Regions from separate parts of the Mus musculus genome. Here all the other regions are linked to region 6. A link is a contact called in public Hi-C, Micro-C and promoter capture Hi-C data. All regions are on one chromosome and are shown on one strand. The core of a region is the stretch at or near the end of the contact, and the rest is flanking DNA. Distances in the headings are between cores, read along the strand shown. Region 1 holds the start of Ctf1 (cardiotrophin 1). Region 2 holds the start of Fbxl19 (F-box and leucine-rich repeat protein 19). Region 3 holds the start of Phkg2 (phosphorylase kinase, gamma 2 (testis)). Region 4 holds the start of Stx4a (syntaxin 4A (placental)). Region 5 holds the start of Setd1a (SET domain containing 1A). Region 6 holds the start of Rabep2 (rabaptin, RAB GTPase binding effector protein 2). Region 7 holds the start of 1700008J07Rik (RIKEN cDNA 1700008J07 gene).

Region 1 (3,296 bases), core at 462-2,961, 1.3 Mb before region 6:
ACATTTAAAAGAATAAATATTACAGGGTCCTTTACTGTGTGGCCAGAAGAAAGTTAACATTCCCCTCAGAAACTTTTGATTTCCACTGCTGGGGCTGAGATGGAAGAAATGGGTGGCTGAAGACATCTGTGAGCAATCACCCTCATTCCATGCCCCAACCCTACACCTCCTCACATATTCCTCCACCAACCTACAACTCCTCACATATTCCTCCACCATCCTTAGACCTCCTCACGTATTCCTCCACCAACCCTACAGCTCCTCACGTATTCTTCCACCAACACTACATCTCCTTATATATTCCTCCACCATCCCTGCATCTCCTCACGTACTCCTCACGTATTCCTCCACCATCCCTACACCTACTCACGTATTCCTCCAGAAGTTGTTCTGCATATTTGGTCAGGAGGCGGGCAAGGTTGTGTGTCTGGCGGATCTTGGCCTCCAAATGGGGTAGGAATGAGATTGAGGAGTCAGTCTGGTGGTCTTCTGGTGGGAAAGAGAAGGAAGTGAGAGGTTATAAAGGCAACCAAACCCCACTCCTTAACCATCTTTCCCAAGCTGGCTCTCCCTGAACCCAGAGTCTCTGCTCTGGATGCTAATATTCAACCTACGAAGAATCTGCCCCATCCCAGGCACCAGATCTCCACCAAGCAGTTTCTCTACATAGATGTCTCTCCTGTCCTCAGGTCACTATTGAAATACTACTAGGACCAAATTCAAATACCTCCTTCTTAGTGCTGCCTCCAAGTTCTCCCTATTCTCAAATCAATTTCTTCCTTCCACTTTAGGGAATTTGTTCATACTTCCAAAGTAGCTTCTTTTATCCGTGTGAATCTGTCTGATCCTGAGACTCCTCACTCTACATCACCGATACTATCCAGAAACTCTTTAAGGTCAAAGTTCACATATCTTTGGATTTCTCCAACTCTTGTTTGAATTCAGTCAGCATCTCTGAAGCACTGAACGCGCCTTTCCGGCCCCTTGTACAGATAGAGAAACCGAAGACCTATTCCCTTCATGTTGCTCCTATGTGACCTGCTAGGCTCAGCAGCATCAATGAATCAACGACAGGATGGCCTTCCCTGTTTAGAGGGTGGTGCCACGGGAAGCCGACTACATTTCCCAATATGTATGTTGCCGGGACCCCAATGCATGCTGGGGAATGTAGTCCTGACCCGACAATCCCCTCCGTCGGAGTTTCCCACCGCCAGCCGAGATCTCCGAAGCCTGTATTTTGAGCTCTCGTCACTTGTAGCTTCTTCGAAGATCAAAGACTTCCTTAACTCGGCCTCTCCCTCCAGTCTTTCAGCTTTGACTCTTTCCTAATTCTCAAGAAGCACTATTATCCTGTTCCAACCCGACCCCAGCCCCTTTTCAGGGTGTACTCACCCATATATATTCGGTGATCTAACCCCTGAACCCAAGGCCCTGAAGCCTCAATTCCTTGCGCCTGCTCTTTCTCCCAACTCACCCGCTGGTTACCTGACACCGGCGTCTCCTCTCCCCCGCCCAGGCCGTTCCCCTCCCAGACTTGGGGGTGGGGTGGTGCTGACAGACATCCAAACCCCAGCTTTCGATCCCCCCGACTCCTATTCACCAAGGACACAGGATCAAGTCATTCAACCCCTTACCCAGACTTCCCTCCCTCTGGCTCATGCTGGCCCCAGGCTTATCCAGGTTCCCTCAACACACCCCTCCGGGGGAGGAGGAGGGGAGGGGGAAAAAGGGGGAAAGGGCTAGGGGCGTGGCTCGGGCTCGGCCAATCATAGTTCAGACCCCAAATATTTCCTTCCCACCATTACTTTCAGTCAAAATTCCTTGGCCCAGAGCTCAGTAACCGGCTTGTGAGCTTAGACTGGGAAGGGGCCAGAATTGGGAGGCAGGTGTTGGCACAGTGAATGGGAACTTGGGCCTTTAAGGCAGTTCTGTGTCCTGTTGGGAGGAGACTCAGGCTCAGACCTGAGGTAGAGCCTGTTTATTGGCTGCTTTGGAGGGAAAAGCTGGGAAACCTGAGAGGAAAGGTGCAAGGCTGGCAGGAGAAGAATGCAGGCAGGACTTCCTTTTTGGGGAAGACAAAGAGAGGCCAGGGAAGCCTTGTTTAGATTAGGGTCCACCTAAGGCACGCACCCCCTGGTCTAGTTATCTTAAATGCCTTCTAATTTCTCTGTCACACTGATCAGAAGTGAGACTGTTCCTCACCTTACCGTTAGAGACCCTCGCACGCACACATCTGTGTGTGTACTAAGGCATTCAGACCCAGCCTTCTACACAGGCAAGCACGAGCTTCAGGGAGGTCACACCCGAACAGCAACTCATTAACGTTGGGGTAGACACGGAAAGGACTGGACACACTTGCCTCTATAATTGGTTCCCAAGCACCTACTCTTGTCTTTGGCTCTGGCACAGAGAGGACCCAGATGATGAGGCGTCAGATGAAGGAGTATAGGCATATATTTTTTTTCTTTTTGCAACCTACTTTTAATAAACGTTTAACCTCTCCTCTTGCCCACCACCCATGAGAGGCAGTGGAAGAGAAAAGTTGTTAGAATATGGGGGAGGTGGACCTTCTCAGCAATAGTTCTTTGGGGGGCAAGCTTGGTCTCCTTTGTCAGCAGTTCAGTCCCATAGCAAACACCAAACACTCAGCAGCTACAGTCCAGTCCTCTAGGCAGGCAGACGCCATGCACAAACCAGCAGCTGTAGTTTAATCCTGAAGAAACTGCAAGGCTCACCAACTGGCCCAAGGCCACTGAAGCAGCAGCTGCCACAGGAACCTCAGGAGCAGCTCTTGGCTGGGTTTCTCTCAATGGTGGTGTAACCACAAGTTGAGCTCAACAACAGTATGTAAGGTGAACCAATACACTCGTGTTCTTAGGGAAGTACAGCAAGGCGGAGCAAACCACACCAATGCTCAGTGTCCCACTGACCCTGGGGTCACATTTCTACTCCTTCATCATGGGACCTTTCACCTGTGTCTGCTTCAGGACAACATTCTTTCATGTGTCTGCTTAACAAGACATCCTTTCACCTGTGTGCCCCAGCAAACTATCATTTGATATAACTGACTTTCCAAACCAGAAGTTTCCACTTGAGTGGAGCTTGTGAGAAAGGAAACTGGAAAAGCCTGCGTGAGAGGGTTAACACAAGCAGACTGTCAGAACAAAGTTCACTGGCAGAGCACACCATAGGTGAATGGTGAGGCCACAATGTCAGCAGTGGCCACACACACACACTAACCAGCAGTATGTATTGGGTATTCATGTGTGCCAAGCACTATCCTGAATGCTTGTATA
Region 2 (2,976 bases), core at 25-2,524, 1.3 Mb before region 6:
CCTCCTCTAACATCCCAAGCCCAGGTTCCTGGAAAAGGCTTCAGATCTGTAGCATTACCTGAGGGAGCTTCAACTCATACCTGTTGTTACCCACACCCCCCATTCCCTCACTGATTTACCTCCAGATTCCAGGGGCATGCACCACACTCTTTCCCCTCTCCCTTCTCTCACGTGGGTACTTAGTCATCCAAACCTTTCAAACCTTGGTACTCTAGCCAGACCCACTCCATTTCTAGTGACCCAGTGTGTGCTCTCCACTTCCCCGGGCTGACACCCCTGAAATGCTTAGTGTCCCCTCTCAGCCCACACACAAGTCCTTGGGGGCTCCAAATTATCCAATAGGATCCCTCAGGCAATCTGGGTAATCTCCCAGACTCCCTAGGATTCTACAAGTTGCCCTAACATCTCAACAAAATTCAAGGTGGGCTCGGCTTTAGGTCTTCCCGCCCCCATTCACATCTTACCAGCCTGCTTTTCATCCCTAATTGTCTGGAATCCCTGGGGCTCTCCTGCCCCTGGAAACCAGATCCTCTGAAATCCCACATGGACTCAGCAAGCCTGGGGGGGTCTCTTCCCAATCAGTCTTAGACCTGCTTCCCCCAGGCTTCTCCCTTTCCAAGGACTTCCAGACCATCCACAGGGTATGGGGCCCTCCAGCACTCCGGGGGAGGGGCCTAGAGGGCGGCGACTGGAGGCGGGGTGGAGGGGGAGGTCTGCAAGGGGCAGCAGGGTCGGGGAAGGAAGGCCACTTCCCTGGGGTTGGAGGTTATAGGAGAGAAGGTTGGAGAAGGAGTTTGGAGCAAAGGGAGGGTGAGGCTGGGGGCGGGGAAGGAAGGGAGAGGCCAGGCTGAGGATGAATGGGAGTGGGAGCTGCCCAGGTCTGGGGGTGAGGAGGAGCCGCATGAACCCACCTCACACGTGTCCCGGGAGCCATCTCTCCCTTCTCGGCAGCTCCCGGCGGGTCGGCGGCCATCGGCGGCGGGGGGGCCGGGCGGCGCGGGGCGCTGAACGCTCAGAACGCCGGGGTCCACGGCCCCCCGAGGGCGCTCGGCCCCTCCCTCCGGCGGAGGCCGGGACAGCAGCGAGTGGAGATGGGGAGCGCCGGGGGCGAGGCCCTCCCACGGGCTGCGGCGCGGCCCTTCCAGGGGGAGGTCCTGCTCTGGGGGGCTCAGTCCCTCAGCCCCCCCAGGCCAACGGGGGCTCCTCGGGCGCAGGGTGCTCAGCTTTTGCCCGGGCCCCACTCAGTCCCGGGTATGAGTCTCAGCTCCCCACCCCCACCTTTCCCCAAAGCCCCCGACCCTTAACTGGCCCCTTCCCAGCTCCAACTGCCCAGGGGTCCAGGGAAAGACCAGGGGCCCCCCACCGTTTCCGGGGTTCAAACCCCGCCCACCGCCGGTTCCCGGGGAGGGGGGGGTCGCTGCAACCTGCCCCCCTCCCCTGGGTCCGCCCCTGTACTGCGGCCCCCTGACCTACAGAGACAGGGCGCGCAGAGGGGGGTGAAGGAAGCTGCTCCGGCCCCGCCCCCCCCAGCCTGCACGCGCCCCCGCCCTCCCCCCTTCAAACGCGCGACCCTCAAGATATAAAGATTTAAATAAAATTTGAATAAATCCACTCCTAAAATGGGAGGGTATAAGGAAAGGATGGGGCAGAGGCAGGAAGGGGGTGGGGGCAGTTGGGATGTCTTAGCACCCCTACTCCCCTAGCCTCGCGCTGCTTCGGCCCTGGGCCCAGGTCGCCGCTCTCATCCCTCCTCAGCTCCTTCCTCCTTCCTCCTCTCCTCCCTCTTCCCTCCCTTCTTCCCACCTCCTCCTCCTTTTTACTCCCTCCTTCTCCCAGAGGAACCCCGCCCCCTTCTCCCTCCTTCCTTCACCACCTTTACTTTCCAGGACGAGCGCGTGCAAAGCACGACGGGAGTTGTAGTTCTCCAAATTCTAGCACTATCGTGGGAAAAGTGGGACACAAGGGCCAGCCGGTACTACAAATACGATGGCGAGAAGGATGCCACGCTGGAAGCCGAGCATGGCGGGAATTATAGTCCAGTTGACCCGAGACTCCCCGTAGCAGGACATAGAGAAGGAGCGGGAAGAATGACTACAAGCAAGATGGCCTTTTCCCCCGACCCGACCTCCTTTCCAGGCACTCACACGCCCTCTGGTCCACAACCCTCCGCGCGTGTGGTACCTGACGGGAGTCGCAGTCCAGCTGCTGCCTTCCCGCTGCCATTTCTACTCATCAGGAACAATGGAAAGGTGAAAAGAAACGAGGACTACAAGCAAGATGGCGATCGAGGGGCGTACACCTAATAAGTCGATCTTATGAAGTGGGATGGGAATAGTAGTTTTCTAGCCTTCCTATGTTCCTTTAAGAATGCCAGAACCGGGAGGATAAAGAGACTACCGTAAAGATGGCAGGATACCTAACCTTTCCTGGCTGCTTCATTCTACCACTTGGAGCTCCTCGCCCGCCTGAACTATCAAAATCCCGCACTCGATGATGCAAAGCCAGACGGGAATTGTAGTCTTCCTCGCTCCCCTCTTTATCTTCTGTCGAGACAATGGAAGTGAGCGGGGCGGGGACTACCACAAAGATGGAGGGTGAAGGAGCACATGATGCTATGGGATTTGTAGTCCAACCGCTAATACTATTCTCGGCGGATGTGTAGGAGAGGACTACTACAGAGATGGCAACCTAGTCGCTTGCCCCTCGGTGCCGGTACCTGGTGGGTTATGTAGTCTCTGCTTTAGTTGTACAGAGAAAGGACGCTACTGTTGAAATATGTATCACCGTGAACACGCCAAATTGCTAGCGGACGGAAACGGAAAGTCTCTTTGCTCTTGGCCTCCTTTTCTAAAGGGCTTGCAGGGAAATGTAGTCCCAAGTTTTCATTCTCCAGTGGCGGAGAATTGATGTCACCTGTGGGAATCAGTGCGGGAGAGAGAAACATCGGAGTGACCTGGGAATATAGAATGTCCGCCT
Region 3 (3,265 bases), core at 284-2,783, 1.1 Mb before region 6:
GTCTATGGTCTAGCCACTGCCTTGAGCCCTGCACTAACTGCCCCCTCTAAATGAGAAGACACCCCCCCCCCCCAGCCTATTCTCACACTTTATGTCTCAGCTCAAGTCCTCGGAGCTGAGAATGTGGCTCTGTAGTAAAGCACTGTCTCTTAGGATGGGGCCCTGAGTTTAATCCCCAGCACCATGAACAACCAAACACCCCTCCCCCAACCCTCCTGTCATTTTCTTAGAAGTCTCCTAAAGCCCCTCCTCTGTGGAGACCCCGTTGATTGAATCCTACTGCCTACTTATTTTTTCCCCTAACGCTCCTTTCGACCTTTATCTTTTTTTCATTATGTAAAGATAGAAACATTTCCAAGACAGAAACTTCCTCAGGGTTCCTGTTCTGTCACTCCCTCACCCGGTGTTCTTGGTGCTTAACACAACATAACCAATACACTATGCTTCTGAAACTAAACCATAAAGCATCTGTGGTGGCGATCACAGTAGCAATCCCTGCTCCCCTCCCCGACAGGGTTTCTCTGTGTAGTCCTGGCTGTCCTTGAACTTCCTCTGTAAACCAGGCTGGTGTCAACTCAACAGAGATTCACCTGCCTCTGCTGGGATCAAAAGCATTCACCACCACCGCCCAGCTCCAAGCATCTTTTCTACAGACCCCTACTTCTCGAACTAGATACCTTTGAAATGCTCACGTGATGGGTATTTTCTACCTTCCCGTTGTCTGGACCACAAACAATTGTTGACAATATAGATGAATAGAGGAAAAAATGCGGGTTAACTCGGAATACTAGCCAAGTCACTAACTGTTTTCCACTGTCCACTTCCTAACTATCCAGTCTTCAGAAGGAAGCCTTATTTCCTGGCTGGGAGCTGACTACACTGGGCCGGTGTATGCTTCAGCTGTGAAGGCTCACCTGCCAATGATGTCCTTAGGGTCGTACTTCTGGTAAAACTCTTTGGCCGCAGCCCAGTCAGGGAGTTCATCCTCCGGCCCCACGTCCAACGTCATTCTGAGGGATGTGGGGGCCTGGGAGGAGGAAACGGAGGGCAGTGAGGGCAAGGAGGCCCACAGGTTCTGAGAGGATGCACATCGTGGCTCCCGGGGGCGCAGCACCTGCGGCTGGGGCGCCAGGGTCCTGGGGGTTGGGGGTGGGGTAGGGGAAGGATCAGGACCGGGGAGACCACAACGAAGGGCCTAGGGGGGAGGGAGGGAAGCAGGGCAGGGAAGAGGATAGGGAAGGGCGGGAGGGGGGAAAGGTGGCTCGGAAGAAGGGGGAAATGGCACAAGTGCGGGCGGCTGTTACCGCGCAAGCGCACTTGGCGTCCACTGGGAGGGGCGCGGGGGTCTCGAGCAGGATGACCCGTGCGAGCGGGGAGGGGGAAGGGAGGGTGGGGGGAGGGGGGTGAGGAGGGAACAGTCTAACCTGCGCAAAGACCCTCAGCTGCTTGGTTTATGTTTGTTCCTTTGCTTTAACCTGTAAGGCTCCCACAGCGACCTAAGGCACCGCCCCCATCATTGCAGCCAATGGCCCCTGCTGTTTGAGAACTAGGGATTAGAAACCCTCCGATTGGAAAATGGCAGTCCAATAGGAAGACGGGATTCCAGGGCGGACAAGGCCGTTGGCGCTAGAAGTCCCCAAAAGGTCTCCACCATGAGGAGGAGCCTGAAAAACAGCCAATCAACATGTAGCACTTGCTTTTCTCTCCTGGTGCTGCTGGTCTGTAAAGAGACACGGAAGTTAGGTTACCGGAAATGTGATGTCTCCGCACTACCTCACCGTGCCCTCGGACAAGGCCCTTTTAGTTTCCTTCTGGAATCCTCATTTATTATAGTAAGAGCCTGTTCCAAAATTCCTTTTTTTGTGGAAACCTGCGTGTAGACAAGTGTGGTCATGCACGCTTAATCCCAGCACTAGGAGGCGAGGCAGGCAGATGGATCTCTTGAGATGGAGGCCAGCATGGTCTACAAAGTGAGTTCCAGGACCGGCAGGGCTGTTTATACAGAGAAACTGTTTTGAGAAACACAACAAAACAAAATGCATATGCAGCTTGGCCGTTTGGTCCTGACTAGAGCTTTCAGGATAGTGTCCATCATCCTGGGGTCACAGACTCCTACCGTCTTGCTCCCAGACCCTCCTGCATTAAGTACACAAGGTTGTTAAGGTCCTGCCTAGAGTAATTCCAAAGCCAGACATATCCTAAAACCAAGGTTCTGGAGTAACAGCAAAGAAAAAAGCAAATCCTCAAGGTTACAGTCCAGCAAAAGAGAAATGATAATTTTTGTTTTTTTAGACGGTGTCTCACTATGTAGCCCTTGTTAGTCAGGGATTCGTTGTGTATCCCAGGCTGGGGTGGAACTCCAAAGATCAGTCAGTTTGAGTGCTGGGATTTAAGGCTCAGGACGCCTAGATTACAGCATGATTTTCTAACAGCTTTTTCTATAAGGAAACCAAGTAATTTAGTGTTTTTGCTTTCTGTCACTGTAGAGCCTTTCCTCATCAAGCTTAACTTTAACAACTTGCAAAAATAGTTTTGAACTTTCCTAAGTAGGTTTGTTGTTGGTACACAGGGGATAATTATTCTGAAATTAGTCAAAATAATGTATTCATATAATTAGGAACCGAAGAGTCTTCCTATGAGAATATGAAATCTGGAACTAGAGGAAGAACTACAGGTAAAATTTGGGCAATGGTGAAAAACAGATTAAAAAATAATTTTATATTTTCCAGTATTGATTTCTAAAAGGACCCCCAAAACAGAAGCTAGTATAAAGTCTAAATGCTGATTTCTCTTGGTTGCAAACAAAGGAACCAGGGATCTTTGGGAAATGACCAAGGACAACAATAATGTGTCAGGAATCACAACCTGAGCCTCCCGATATTCCATTTAACTCACAGACTTTAAGTAGGTGGGGTTTACTGCATGTTCATTATACTTGACTAGAACATATTTTAAAGATGACAGCAGGACTTGGGATAGAGCTTAGCTATTGAATGCTTGCCCAGCAGGAACAAGGCCAAGCAGAACTCCAAGCGCTGAAAAGAGAGAGAGAGAGAGAGAGAGAGAGAGAGAGAGAGAGAGAGATGGGTATAAAAATTGAGAAAGTATATAAATTATTCACCTGATGAATAAAGGAGAAACAGTGATTTTCGGTGATGCAGCTGCTTTTGAGTCACTATGCTCCTATATAAAACCAAATAAACTCAGTGGTTAGTGACTTTCTTTGGCCTTCAGTATGCCCTATCTGGGATGAATAAGTGTTTGT
Region 4 (3,041 bases), core at 299-2,798, 1.4 Mb before region 6:
AGCTACGTAGTAAGGAGTTTCTTGTTTTCTAACATTTTTATTACATAGTGACTATGAACAGGAATGCCTTCTGGTAGTAATGCATAATGGAGGAGGAGGAGAAGAAAAAAGAAGGAGCGAGCTTTTAATTTAATCTCAGCACTCAAGAGGCAGAGAAAGATGGATCTCCGTGCATTTGAGGCCATCCTGGTCTATATAGGAGGAAGAGGTGGAGGAGTAGGTGAGAAGAGAGAAGGGAGAGGAGAAGGGGGCGAATTCTGAATTTCTGAGATATGTTTTTCTTTGAATTACACCAGTGGGTTCCCACAAGCGTGGAGGAACCTCTCATCTGCTTGCCCAAAGAATACACACTGGCCTGAAAGGATGAGAGCAGTAAGTAATTTTGAATTTAAACTTAAAATAATAATAAAGGAATCTGAGAGGCCATAATGTGCTCTGCAAAGTACCATGGCTTTGATGCCATGGGACAGAGATCCTAGACCCAAGTCTGCTGTGTGACCTGGATCTATCACTTGACTGTATACAACAACTAGATACACCAGCAACTGGGCTGAATCAAAGGGAAAGATATGGCTGAGACCCTTGAAATTCATTCACCTTTTAGCTGCGCCCGGACCTCTCTCCCCAGCTGTTTGATCTCCTCTCGCAGGTTCTGCAGGCCCTGCTTCATGCCTAAACGAGAAAGCCAACACTTCTAAATCACAGCCTCTCCCACAAACCAAAACCAAACCCATCCTGGCCATCACCTGAATAAAACTACATCCCCCATAGTCCACCGGGCTGGCGTGCGTGAGCCCTAGGTTTCGCTTACTCTCCTCGGGAAGAGGCGTGGCCAGGATGGTGACCTGCTGTTTCTCCAACTCCCGGACTTTACTCTCCAGTTTGGCCATAGTCTGCCGAATTGTCTGCACCTAGGAAGGATCACCAAGAGGGCTGAAGACTTAAGTGTCACTCTAGTCCGCCCTACTCCTCGGTTCTCCTGACCCTTACCTTCTGGAAGAACTCGTCGTCCGGGCTGCCCAACCGGGCAGCACCTGAGTGCACCACCAGCGCGACTCGAACCTCATCTTCATCGTCTGAGATGTTATCCCCCTGCCAGGGCCGGAGTCATTGGCGACAGTTGCTCGCTGCGGTTCTCGCCCCGCAGGAACCATGGGCTTCCGGGATTTTCCTTCCTGGCCATCAGCCACCCGCCCGGGACCCAAAACCAGGAGTCCTCACTCCAGCGCGCCCGCCCGGCCCCGCTTCTCCTCACTCCAGGGTGTCCTCACCATCCCGGTTTCTCACCTGCCTCAACTCGTGGGTCCTGTCGCGCATGGTGGTCGGAGTGCCCTGGACCCGAGCCCAAAGGGCCTCAAGGTTCTAAATTTGGAAGTCCTGCACCTCTCTCACACTTGACACCCCCTCCCTCACCCAGCGAACTCCAGTACACCCCGGAGCCGCCAAAGGCCCCACCCCTTTCACCATCCACAGTCGTGGGGAAGAACCCGATCATAGGACCCCCAAAGTTCTACAGGTTGGAATTCCCTTCTCTTCCCCCCATCCTGCTCCCGCAGCTGCCGCCCCGCCCCTCGGGGGATGACTCCGAGCATGCGCGCGAGGGCTCGGCTCGTCCTCGCTAGAGGGAAAGGCGGAGGTCGGAAGCAGTGGCAGCCGAACGGAAGCGAGGCTGCCTGAGTCCAGAGCCCGCCCCGCTGCTCCCCCCCCCCCCACTACCGGAACATCTCATATTGGAGCCGAGATCTAGTTGCCCAAAGGGTTGGGAATGCGTCATTTGCACGCAGTCTGAGAGCCTCGTATCTCACATCACCCCATGGCGCCCCCTCATCACGTGACAGGCCGGGCCCAGCTCCGCGGGCTGCACGCCCGACCGCCAGTCATGTGTTCCGGCCTGTCAGCGACGTCTCGGGCTTCAGTCTCGCGACGTCCCCGACACCCCAGCGTCTGAGCTGTGCCCCAACAGCTTCTTCGAGGTGGGGAAGGGTACACTGCCTACTCTCAGCCACCTACTAAGGATGCTCTGTAGAATTCACTTTTTTGTTGTTTTAATTTTGGGTCCTCGGGCGTGGGCAAAGTGAAGACTTGCATTTGGGGCTGTCAGTATCATGAGACCTTGGAAATCAGGAAATAATAAGACCCGAGTCTCCAGCGTCAGGGAATTGCAGGGTTTTGTAGGCAGAGAATCTGGGGGTGGGAAGTGACCTCAGCCAAGGTGGCGCTCCCCCCGCTGCTCCCCCGCGTCCTCCTGGCACAGCCTCTGACAGGTGGGCGGCCTATGCCCCGAGTGAGCATTGCAGTCCCGCTGAGCTCGCTACCTTCTGAGCAGCACGACAATTCCAGAGCAGCTCAGACTGAGAAAAATGTACTGTTACCTCCGCAGCCCTGCCTTACAGCTGACGTCTCAGCATGACTTGCTTTTCTTTAACGGAATCCCCAACACCAAATTCGGTAGCTGCCACATAGCAGTCCTGCATAGAAGATTTGATCCGAATAGTAGCCTTTCCTGTATTTGAAACTAAAGCCCGTGGCTTCCTGATCTTCTTTACGCTTCTCTCACGGTGCCATTTCCCCAGATTTGTTTGTTTGTTTGTTTGTTTGTTTGTTTGTTTTTCGAGACAGGGTTTCTCTGTGTAGCCCTAGCTGTCCTGGAACTCACTCTGTAGACCAGGCTGGCCTCGAACTCAGAAATCCGCCTGCCTCTGCCTCCGGAGTGCTGGGATTAAAGGCGTGCACCACCACTGCCCGACTTCATTTCCCCAGCTTTGACCCTCCAGAAATACATTCACTTGATAGATTTATTGGACACATACATACTAGGGAATAGATACTGATATGGGCTAGCGACATATCAAGGACCAACAGACCAAAGTCCTGTGCCCTGTGGAACTTCTATTGTATAGAAGCTTCCCCCCCCCCCGCACCCCCCAAAGTCCCTCAGCAGGTGTCAGAACAGCTAAAAATGGGTATTTGAATACCTGAAAGTTCATCAAAAGAAACAATAGTCAGTCCCTTTCTGGTTCTGGGCGAGAAGCCTAGATTTC
Region 5 (3,108 bases), core at 353-2,852, 1.3 Mb before region 6:
TACAGTAGGGAAGCAAGCTGCTCGTACAGACAGGACAGAGGAGCACACACAATGACAGCAAGAACACACAACTCCAAGTGCACAGTGGTCTTAGCAGCATCCTTAATTGCTGAATAACTTGGCTATCCCACTGTCACAAGGCTTCAGAATACCCACCCATACCTCATCCTTCCAGACATCAATACCCTTGTCACCAGATATATACTAGAGTCACCTCAGCTATACATGTATACCTTCTGTCCAAAACATCTCAGTCTCACAGACACAAAAAGCAATGAGATCTGGCTGTCATAGTTCCTTCGGAATAAACACTTTGGTAGACTGTGTGAAGCCCAGGGTCCTTGACACTCTCCAAGGACCAACATGCAGGGAGACCAGCAGGCACTCACCTTAAACTTAGGAACCGGGAGGGAAAAGTCTCTGGCTTTGGACCTGACATGACAGCGGGGGTCCTGGAGGTCTTCCACGGGGGTATACTTTGAGTCCTAACAAAGAAAGCAGGAAGAGATGAAACCAGGCTGAAAATTCACCAGCCTACTGACTCTATAAAGCCCATGTAGAAGCCAACATACAGAAGAGCTGGGAGAGCTTGCTCATTCTCAAAAAACCAAACTACAGGTATAGGAAGTCTGGGTGTTGAATACTGAACAGGGGGAAGCGGGGAGGGGAGATTGGAGGTCCAAATAAGTCAAGAAAGGCTCGAGGGCACTCACACTGACACTGAAGTGGACTCCGTCATAGCGGTACACCTTCTGGGAAGGCCTGCGCAAAGCAGGGTCCAAAGCAGGATCCACTATGAGCTTGTAGTTCCGCCACTGGAAGCTCGGGGCTTTCTGCCCGTCTCCCCCACCTTCCTGGTCCATCTTTGCTCATTTACACTGTCAGGAAAAGAGGGATACGGAATGGGAGTCCACGACTTAGGCCTGACTCCCTTGCTGTCCCCTCAATGTCTAGCCCCGATTCCAGGGTCTCACATCAGTCCAGTCCCCGACACCTCAGCATGACCCGTGGCTCCCTCAGATCTTGCCCTGAGGAGCTGGGCTCACTATGGCACTCCATTCCTCTCCATCCCCAATTCTACCCTCAGGGCCCAGGCCCATCTCGCGCCCCCTTACCTTCCCGCTCTCCCCAGCGCGCCCCACTTGGCCTCCACGCAAGACCCCTCCCCCGTCCCCTCGCAGGCCCCGCCCCCTCCCGCCTCCTCACCGGCCAAGCGGCCCGGGCCGAGCCCCGCTCCCGCTCCCACACAGCCGCTCGCGTCCCCGCGCCCCGATCCTCCGAACCAGAGGTGGCACCTCTTCGGGGCGTTGGAAACACCGCGAGACCGAATCTGAGACCCAGCTTCGGTCCCTGAATCCAGGCGGGGGGGTGGGGGGAGGTAACGCGCGCCGCTGCCCTCTCCTCCCGCCCGGGCGCGTTCGGTGTCGTCCACCCCCCCCACCCCGTCGGCGCGCACGCGCGCCGGGGCCCTACTCACCCGCTCGTGGCGAGCGGCTCACCCTCCCCCCACCGCGCGCAGCACCTCAGCGGCGTGAGGCGGCGGCGGCGGCGGCGGCAGCGCGAGACCCGGCCCCGCAGCGGTGGCGGCGGCGGCGCCCCCCCACCACCACCTCCCCGGCGCGCGCACCAAACACCACCGCCACCTGCGCGAGGCCCAGCGGGCACAGCGTCTGCATCCGCACTTTCGCTACAAGGACTGCGGAGCGATCCACGGGGCCGAGGGTAGCGGCCTTGCCTCGGCCGGCGCCCTGCGAGGCTCGGGAGTTGTAGCCCAGGGAGCCTGAAGATGGGCCGCATTCCCCGGAGAGTGGACCGCACCACCCTGATCCAGCTGCTCCGGCCTTGGGGTTCCTGGCGAATCGGCGGCGACGAAAGCTGCGACGAGCCCCTGAGGGAAGGGGGCGGAGCGAGGGGGAGGACGCCAGCCAGAGCTCGGGAGATTTGAGTGGCGCGTCCAACGACGCAGATTCGCGAGGCGGGCGGGGCGAATGAGTGGACAGGATGCGCGCTCCTCGGCTCCTCTTCCCTGCCCCTTCCTTGCGCAGCCCGAATGCCTATGAGGCTGCAGTGCAGATTCGCCACCGTCCTGGGCTTTGGCCGTCACCTCTTCTCACCTGCTGTAGAGTCAAGAAAATGACGCCTGGCTCGCCAAGCCCTGTTGGCAGAGTCGACCTCTAGTCCTGGATTTTTTTTTTTTTCAGTAGAACGACTCAAGGAACAGCACACTTCCTACTTAGTGCGAAATGGTTACAAGGAAGAAGTCTTCTCGGCGTTTCCTGAAAATTTTCAGACAAGAAAAGCTGCCCAAATAATCCTAAGGAGTCGGGTAGCGAATCTGCCGATCCGGTTGTGGGCGGGGCTAACGAGAGAGGCGTGGCCAGGCGTGCGGAGCCCGGCGTAACGGGCTGCTTCCCTTAGAATCCACCAAAACCTGGGAGGGGTGGGAGGTGGAAAAATACAACCAGGAGGGGTGACTCAGGCGCTTTGCCTACCGACGCACAGAGTGAAATGATCGGTTCCTTCCCGCTTTTATATTCGGGCTCCTGTTGTTTTTCAGACAGCATGACATCGAACTTGCTATATAACGGAGGATGGCCTCGAACTCCAGATCCTTTTGCCTCTATTTCCTGAGTACCGGAATTACAGGTGTGCACACCATAACCGGTTTATAGCATGCTGGGAGATCTAACTCAGGGCTTTCTGCGTGTTAGGCCAGTACCCTAGTTACACCTCCCTTGGGCTAGTTTTAAAATGTTCCTTCTGAGCCGAGCAGTGGTGGTACACGTCTTTAATCCCAGGACCTGGGAGGCTGAGGCAGGTGGATTTCTGAGTTGGAGGCCAGCCTGGTCTACAGAGTGAGTTCCAGGACAGCCAGAGCTACACAGAGAAACCCTGTCTCAAAAAAAAAAAAAAAAAAAAAAAAAAAAAAAATGTTCAGTGGTTAAAATCAGGGTTCTGTTGAGCTTAAAAGAAACATAAAGACCCTTAAGTAGATCCTATAAAAAGTAAAGGTCTGATGTAACCCGGTTATTCTTGAGCAGTTTTTAGGCAAGGGCTACCTATGCTCATAGGATCCCGCTGCGAAACTTAAGGACAGACCTCGTTCAA
Region 6 (3,269 bases), core at 296-2,795:
CCAGAGGAGAACAGGAAAAGGCAGAGGACCTGGGACCAAGAAAGCTGGTGTCTCCCAATCCACAGAGGCCATGAGACAGAGGGGGAGAAGGAAGGAGATGCATGTATTTGTGTAGGGTGCTGTAGGGATACCTGGGAAGGAAGGGAAATCATAGGACTAAGCTCAGAGACAACAGGCTGAGTTTCGAGCCTCGAGGCCCAGAGGAAAATGAGGGTGGTTCAGAGAAATGCGAAGTTTCTGGCTCGTATTCTGGGCTGATCTTATGTCAGCAAGAACAAGAAATGATACCCATGGGTATCATGGGTAAAGATGATTGCTACACTTAGCTGTGACTGACAAGAGTTGCTGACAACACTTGTGGTGTTTCTCTGCAAAATAGAAAGGGGCACTCAGGTTCTGGGACACAGTCTTTTCTCTGTTGAGCTACCTGAAGCTCATCTGAAGCCCTCCTCGCCCTGCATTCCCTGCTAGAGGGGCGCAGGCAGACAGGCTGTCGGGTGGGTTGTGTTGGGAGCGGGTGCCTCACCTTTCAGGATGGCCTGCAGGGAGGCCACCTCCTCTTGGCACTGTCTCTGCACTGCAGCCACTGCCTCCGCCTTGGTGCTCTCGCTCACCTCAGCTACAGCCTTCATGGTTTCCATTTCTGCCAGGGCACCGGCCAGTTCGGCACGAAGCCGACTGAGCTCACTTGACTCGGATGCATCCTTTTGCTTCTCTTGGGGCTGGGGATCCAGCGCTGTGGGGAGCGGGGAGTGGGGGGGACAGTGACCAAGATTTATTCCCACGGCTTGCCGATCTCCTAACACCTCAGGCCACCCAGCAGTCCAGTAACCCAGTCCTACTCTCCATCTACAAGGACCTCATCCCATTCCCCTGGTCCTGCCCCTCCCGGAGTCCCAACTAACTTGGCTCGACCGTCCAATCCCTTCCAGTGGCCCCGCCTCGCCCCCTTACCTGCCCCACCCACAGACACACCCACCGTGTAGGCCACGCCCACCCCGGTGGGCGCTGTGCCCCGCCCCCTTCCCGAGCCTCCGCGCTGGCCGGCTGCCGCCAGCAGTCGCATTCGGCTCCGCCCCCAGCCCCCTGCTCCCCACGTGCGCAGCGGCGCAACTCCCGCACCGATTCCTGGCCGCCGGTGCCCCCGATTCTCACCTAGGGTTGCTGGCGCAGCTGCCATCGTCTCAGCCCAAACGGCGGATTCCCGCACTCACTGGTGATGGCACTCCCGCTTCCGGGTCCGCTCGGCTGTTTCCGGATCCGCTCGGCTGTTTCCGGATCGGCTCTGCAGGGGCCGCGGGGGGTGGGAGGGCGGGATGGTCAAGAGACGCCGACTGCACTCGAGTGGACGCGCGGCCTGGATCCCGCCTTTCTTGCAGCCTCGTGGGACCGCCCCCGCGCTCCCGCGCTCCCTGGAAGCTCCGAGGGCTTCGGGTCTGCGGTAGTCTTCTCTGGTGCTGAGGATCTGCTGAGGCTCCACTCGAGGCCACCTCCTGGAACGCCTGGTCTTAGTCCTAGAGGACGCTGCGCGCGGCCTCCTCCTTCCCTCCGCCCGGCCGCCCTTCCGCCGTAACCCGACTCGCGTTACTGCGAAGTGTGCCCGGCCCGCCCAGCATCTCCGCCCCGCGGGCCAGGGCTGGGTTGGCGTTCTGAAGCTTGGCGCAGTCAGTGGCAGAGGTGCGAAATCTACGTGTCTCCAATCCCATTTTCATATGGCTTCCTGCAAATCTCTTTCTCCACTCCCAGGGCTGTAAATCTTTCAGCCTGGGTCTGGGTCAATCTCTCATTATGTATGACCTCTCGCTTTGGAGAGTCACAGCAATTCAAACAAGTACAGAGCCTGGGTCCCCCTGCCTCCAAACCGGTTTTCTATAAAAGACTTTGAACCTGGAAGTCCTTGATTCTTTGTGGTCTCCTTGGAATGCACACCAGTGTACTTATACCAGGATGCCTTCCTCATTTCTCCAGCACTAACACCCAATCGTAGTACCCATCACGCCTGAACTAGCAAGATAACCCTTATCTCCTCCTCCTATGTGCCTACTGGTGGGCTTTTAGTGTTAGAGGGAGCCCACTACAGATTATCCCCAGACAGCCTGTGGTGGTTTGAAAATGCTTGGCCCAGGGAGTGGCACTATTTGGAGGTGTGGTTTTGTTGGAGTGGGTATGGCCTTCTTGGAGAAAGTATGTCACTGTGGGTGTGGGTTTTAAGACTCCCTCCCGACCCCCACCCCCGGCTGCCTGGGAGCCAGTCTTCTGTCTTCAGAACAAAATGTTGAACTCTCAGCTCCTTCTGCATAATGTCTGCTTGGATGCTGATATGATCCTGCCTTGAAAAATCTCATGAAAGAGATTTATTGGAGGGTCCTGGGTGTGAAGAACAAATCCAGGGGTGGCTGCCCTCTGTTCCCAGGAGCAGACAGCACGGAATTAAATAGAGGGCAGAGCTTAGATAGGATTTCTTAGGGGTGGAGCTTTTCAGGGCAGAGAGTTCCAGATTAAGGATTGGTGGGATTTCAAGTCCTGACTTTGGGGAGCTCAGGGATTGGTGGGGTTTTGCGGGAAGCCCAGAGATTGGTGGGTTTCCCTGCTTAAGGATTGTTGACTCCCCCCCCCCCCCCCCCCGCCTTCCTTTTTTCCTGCATCTAGGCTATGGGTTAAGGTAGGAAGTCCTTCCTGGCCACAGCCGGCTTTTACTGAGGCACCACCTCTGTAGGGCCGCTGGCGAGGCTGGAGAGCTCCTGCTGTAGTAATTCACCAAGAGTGTAGGCCGAGGCAGGAAAGGCGTTACCACCGTGGACAGCTCCTGCTGAGGTGGGGGCGGGGGTAAGGAAATGCATCCGAGTGGACAGCTCCTGTGATGGCTGCAGGCTGAGAAGGCCTCCTCCCTGCCACCATTTTGACAGGAGCTGGCATTTTTGATAGCTTCTGCGAGGGCATTTTATTGTGGCTGGGGTTGACTGCCGCTTTGACATCTTTTGCGGGATGCCATTGAGGGACTACATTGTGGGTAAAAGTATTTGCTGTGGGAGCCCGATGACATCGTTTACAGCTTCAGCACCCACAGCAAAGCAGATTTCCTCTTGGTTACAGGCTAGCCTTGTAGAGGAATTTTAATCCAGCAACCTGGCTGCTCTGGCAAGGAATCACATCCAAAGATCTAGGTGTAAGTTTTATTCTATTTTTTTTTCTGTATATTCAGCGACTTTTAGTGGTTTCTTCATACACTCTTCTCCTGGCTCCTTACAATATCTTCTCAGCCGGGCATG
Region 7 (2,971 bases), core at 469-2,968, 1.1 Mb before region 6:
AGAACACAAAGGGTTACAAAGAGAAACTCTGTCTCGAGAAAACAATGACAACAACAAAAAAAAAAAAAAAAGAGAGAGAAAAAAATGAAAACAAAACAAATAAGCAAAACCAAACTAAACAACAACAACAAAAAAAAAAAACATAGAAAAACCTAATACTCTTAGTGCTCTCCCTAGTAGTGCCTGGGTAACACCTTCCCTTATTCAGCCTCAGTTTGGTTGTACTATCACCAAACCCTACATAGAAAACACATGCAGTAATCATTCACAACCTATTCTCTCATCATGTCATACAGTTTCTCCCATTAACATCAGCACACAAAATTTTATCTGAAGGTGAGCTCACCTGTGTGAGCAGAGACCACACCCCCTGTGAGAGTCTGCACTTCCACGGTGCCGTGCTGTACTGAAGGAAATCACACCTAAAACAGGAGAAGCAGCAGCAGTGAGGACACGACCCACATGTGTCAATCCATACTCATCTAAGGTTACGTACACCAGCTTTATTGGACTTTAAAATACATCCGAAGTCACTTCACAGAACAGTAACAGGGAAAGCTCATGCTTCAGAAAGTCATACAGTAAACTAGGCAAGGCTGTAGTAAATTGGGCAAGGCTCAGCCTTGGGGGTGGGGGTGGAGAAATGCTTCAGGGATTTAAGAGTATTCATTGCTCCTGCAGAGGTCCTGGGTTTTGTCCCAAGCACCTATATAGCAGCTCACAATAGCTCCAGCTCCAGTGGCCCAGATTATTCTTCTGGCCTGTCTGGACACCAAGCATGGATGTGGTGTATATACATGTTGTGGCAACAAAGCACAAAGTGTTTTGTACGGAGAATCTCACAGGGTTGTACATTCTGGCTGGGTAAGAGCAGAGAAGAAGACAACAAAACGTTTTAAAAGCTAAAAGTACTTAAAGCTCTGACAGACAACTGAAGGACAGAAACTTCTCATCTAGAAGTTAACAACGCCTCCTGGATGCCTGACAGCTTCCTTGTCTTTTCAATGAGGACTTAACAGAAATGAGGGCGGAGTTCCCCAAAACAAAAAGCAAATAGTTATAAAGTAAAGGAGGGCTATTTGAATACAGAAAGAGCGAGGTGGAACGGCCAAAGAACTTTAAAGAAAACGCTTTTCGTTTTTGGAGACAGGGTTTCTCTGTGTAGCCCTGGCTGTCCTGGAACTCACTTTGTAGACCAGGCTGTCCTCAAACTCAGAAATCTGCCTGCCTCTGCCTCCCAAGTGCTGGGACTAAAGGCGTGCGCCACCAACCGCCCGGCAAGAAAGAGCTTTATAAGCAGACTTAAGTGAGGAAGGCGCCAAGGAGCCCTAACAGCCGGAAACAAGCAGGGTTAATAAAGTATTCAAGATCCGGAAGCATTTGCCTAGTTAATTCCTTATCTAGGTGTTGTGCTGCCTTGATTCACCCTTCAGAAATTCCAAGGATTGGAGGTAATCCAAAACCATGAGGCCCCAACTATGGACTCCAGCCTTCTTTATGACCTCCCAATACCCCCCCACCCCCCCCGCAGTGGACTGACCCAGCATGACCCTTGACCTCTGCCAAGTTTTGACTCCTCAGACGGCGGCCCCGCCCCCTCGCGGTCGCCCACCCCACCCAACGTGCTCGACCGGCTGGGGGAGGCGCCGGCGCGTGCGCGGCCCGGAGGCGGGGTGAGCCGGCGGCGCGCACGGCCAGATTGGGGAGGGGAGGAGGGGGGGATTCCCGCCAGAACCCGATCCCATAGACCGGGTCACAGGACTCAGATGTCCGCGTCCGTCGGCGCCCCCACATCCACAGACCGCAAAGAGCTCGGGAAGGAAGGGTTCGTGCGCCAAGTCTCGGGCTCCTAAATGGCTTATGGTGGGCGCGCGCCCGGACTACTCGTCCCGTGCACCCCTTTCCCTCGTCCGCGCCCCCGAGGGGAGGCAGGTTGGTGGGCGGGCAGAAGCGCACCTGGGTCCGTCCTCTCGAGGGCTGCTCGTTCGCGCACGCGTGCGCAGAAGGGCAGGAGGGGGGCGAGGCGCCGCTCTGACACCAGGTGCCGCTCGGCCCGACGCCCTCCCCCCCACCCCCGGCTCCGGGAGCGCGCGCAGGCAACCTCGCTCGCCAGCCCCGGGGCCCCGCCGGGCGGTGCGCGCGCAGCACCCCGGGAAGGTGGGAAGCGGCGCTCGCAGATGCGCGCGCAGGCACCCGTCAGGGGAGGGGAAAGTGTGGGGCCTCCGCCATCTTGTCTCCCTCTCCTTACCTGCGTCCTCGGGGGCGTGCTCACCACCCCCCCTCCCGCCGAGGAGGGGGGAGGGCCCCCTCTTGGTCGCCGCCTTCACCACTTTAAATTCCCCTAAGGGCCGTAACACGAGCCACCCCGATGCTCCCACCGCTTCCAGTCACGCCGCGAAGAGGTGCTTGGTGAGTTGAAGAAAAAGGAGACGCTACTCCCAGCGACCCCGCCGCCGCCTCCGCTGCTCCCGAGGCCTCACCAAAATGGCCGCCGCCGTCTCGGCCGCCACCGCCACTAGCACCACCACTACCACCACCACCAAGGCTCGTTATCGCTACCGCCAGAGCGGCCCGTCTTCTCGCGATACACAGTAACTGGAGGCTGAAGGGGCGGGTAGGCTCGCGTGCTAGCGTAGGACTGTGCGGCGCAAAGCAAGGTGGGAGTTGTAGTTCGCTCCGAGGCTCCATGCTGGCCCAGCACGCTTCAATAGGTCTGAAACTCGTGCTGCATTGCAGCTGCCCACTGGGACCACCCTTTGGATTTCGGAGTTTTTGTTCTTACATATCACCCAGTGAAATGAAACAAATGAGTAGAAGAGCTTAGACCTACTGATTCCTACAGCAGTTACTTTTTGTTTTTGAAAGGTGAGGTCTAACAATGTAGCCTTGGCTGACATGGACTCGCTATGTAGATCAAGCTAACCTTAAACTTACAAAGTTGCTCCTGCGTCTGCCTGGAATGAACGTATGC

Evidence for each region. Promoter capture Hi-C pulls out the DNA fragments that hold promoters and counts their contacts. A called contact is a pair of places that touch in the nucleus more often than the background predicts. Capture Hi-C pulls out chosen DNA fragments and counts their contacts.
Region 1: a promoter capture Hi-C map of adipose tissue shows a contact between it and region 6, with 3 times the contacts expected there. The contact joins the promoter of Ctf1 here to the promoter of Rabep2 in region 6. A contact is called at or near these places in 3 of 39 promoter capture datasets (liver, neutrophils and pre-B cells) and 1 of 9 other capture datasets (adipose tissue).
Region 2: a promoter capture Hi-C map of neutrophils shows a contact between it and region 6, with 4 times the contacts expected there. The contact joins the promoter of Fbxl19 here to the promoter of Rabep2 in region 6. A contact is called at or near these places in 3 of 39 promoter capture datasets (liver, neutrophils and pre-B cells).
Region 3: a contact with region 6 is called in a promoter capture Hi-C map of neutrophils, with 7 times the contacts expected there. The contact joins the promoter of Phkg2 here to the promoter of Rabep2 in region 6. A contact is called at or near these places in 4 of 39 promoter capture datasets (liver, neutrophils and pre-B cells), 1 of 484 Hi-C or Micro-C datasets (B cells) and 1 of 9 other capture datasets (adipose tissue).
Region 4: a Hi-C map of B cells shows a contact between it and region 6, with 6 read pairs. The contact joins the promoter of Stx4a here to the promoter of Rabep2 in region 6. A contact is called at or near these places in 1 of 484 Hi-C or Micro-C datasets (B cells) and 1 of 115 datasets of contacts at active chromatin or transcription factors (microglia).
Region 5: a contact with region 6 is called in a promoter capture Hi-C map of neutrophils, with 4 times the contacts expected there. The contact joins the promoter of Setd1a here to the promoter of Rabep2 in region 6. A contact is called at or near these places in 5 of 39 promoter capture datasets (the C10 cell line, liver, neutrophils and 1 more), 1 of 484 Hi-C or Micro-C datasets (B cells) and 1 of 115 datasets of contacts at active chromatin or transcription factors (double positive thymocytes).
Region 7: a Micro-C map of embryonic stem cells shows a contact between it and region 6, with 7 times the contacts expected there. The contact joins the promoter of 1700008J07Rik here to the promoter of Rabep2 in region 6. A contact is called at or near these places in 3 of 39 promoter capture datasets (hippocampal neurons, liver and pre-B cells) and 1 of 484 Hi-C or Micro-C datasets (embryonic stem cells).

The regions. Positions count from the first base shown.
Region 1 is chr7:127,711,118-127,714,413 of GRCm38.p6, reverse strand. Ctf1 (cardiotrophin 1) reads right to left here and starts at 1,711. Exons shown (of 3, transcript NM_007795.2): 1 at 1,635-1,711; 2 at 371-489. The coding sequence starts at 1,659.
Region 2 is chr7:127,745,073-127,748,048 of GRCm38.p6, reverse strand. It overlaps Fbxl19 (F-box and leucine-rich repeat protein 19), which reads right to left and starts at 1,274. Exons shown (of 11, transcript NM_172748.2): 1 at 912-1,274.
Region 3 is chr7:127,571,616-127,574,880 of GRCm38.p6, reverse strand. It overlaps Phkg2 (phosphorylase kinase, gamma 2 (testis)), which reads right to left and starts at 1,533. Exons shown (of 10, transcript NM_026888.3): 1 at 1,425-1,533; 2 at 915-1,027. The coding sequence starts at 1,009.
Region 4 is chr7:127,840,315-127,843,355 of GRCm38.p6, reverse strand. Stx4a (syntaxin 4A (placental)) reads right to left here and starts at 1,548. Exons shown (of 11, transcript NM_009294.3): 1 at 1,288-1,548; 2 at 991-1,092; 3 at 812-911; 4 at 598-672. The coding sequence starts at 1,317.
Region 5 is chr7:127,775,883-127,778,990 of GRCm38.p6, reverse strand. Setd1a (SET domain containing 1A) reads right to left here and starts at 1,602. Exons shown (of 19, transcript NM_178029.3): 1 at 1,478-1,602; 2 at 714-878; 3 at 390-485. The coding sequence starts at 863.
Region 6 is chr7:126,427,043-126,430,311 of GRCm38.p6, reverse strand. It overlaps Rabep2 (rabaptin, RAB GTPase binding effector protein 2), which reads right to left and starts at 1,545. Exons shown (of 13, transcript NM_030566.2): 1 at 1,156-1,545; 2 at 527-736. The coding sequence starts at 1,180.
Region 7 is chr7:127,511,616-127,514,586 of GRCm38.p6, reverse strand. It overlaps 1700008J07Rik (RIKEN cDNA 1700008J07 gene), which reads left to right and starts at 1,718. Exons shown (of 1, transcript NR_024331.1): 1 at 1,718-2,971. Srcap (Snf2-related CREBBP activator protein) reads right to left here and starts at 2,604. Exons shown (of 34, transcript NM_001304266.1): 1 at 2,249-2,604; 2 at 347-422.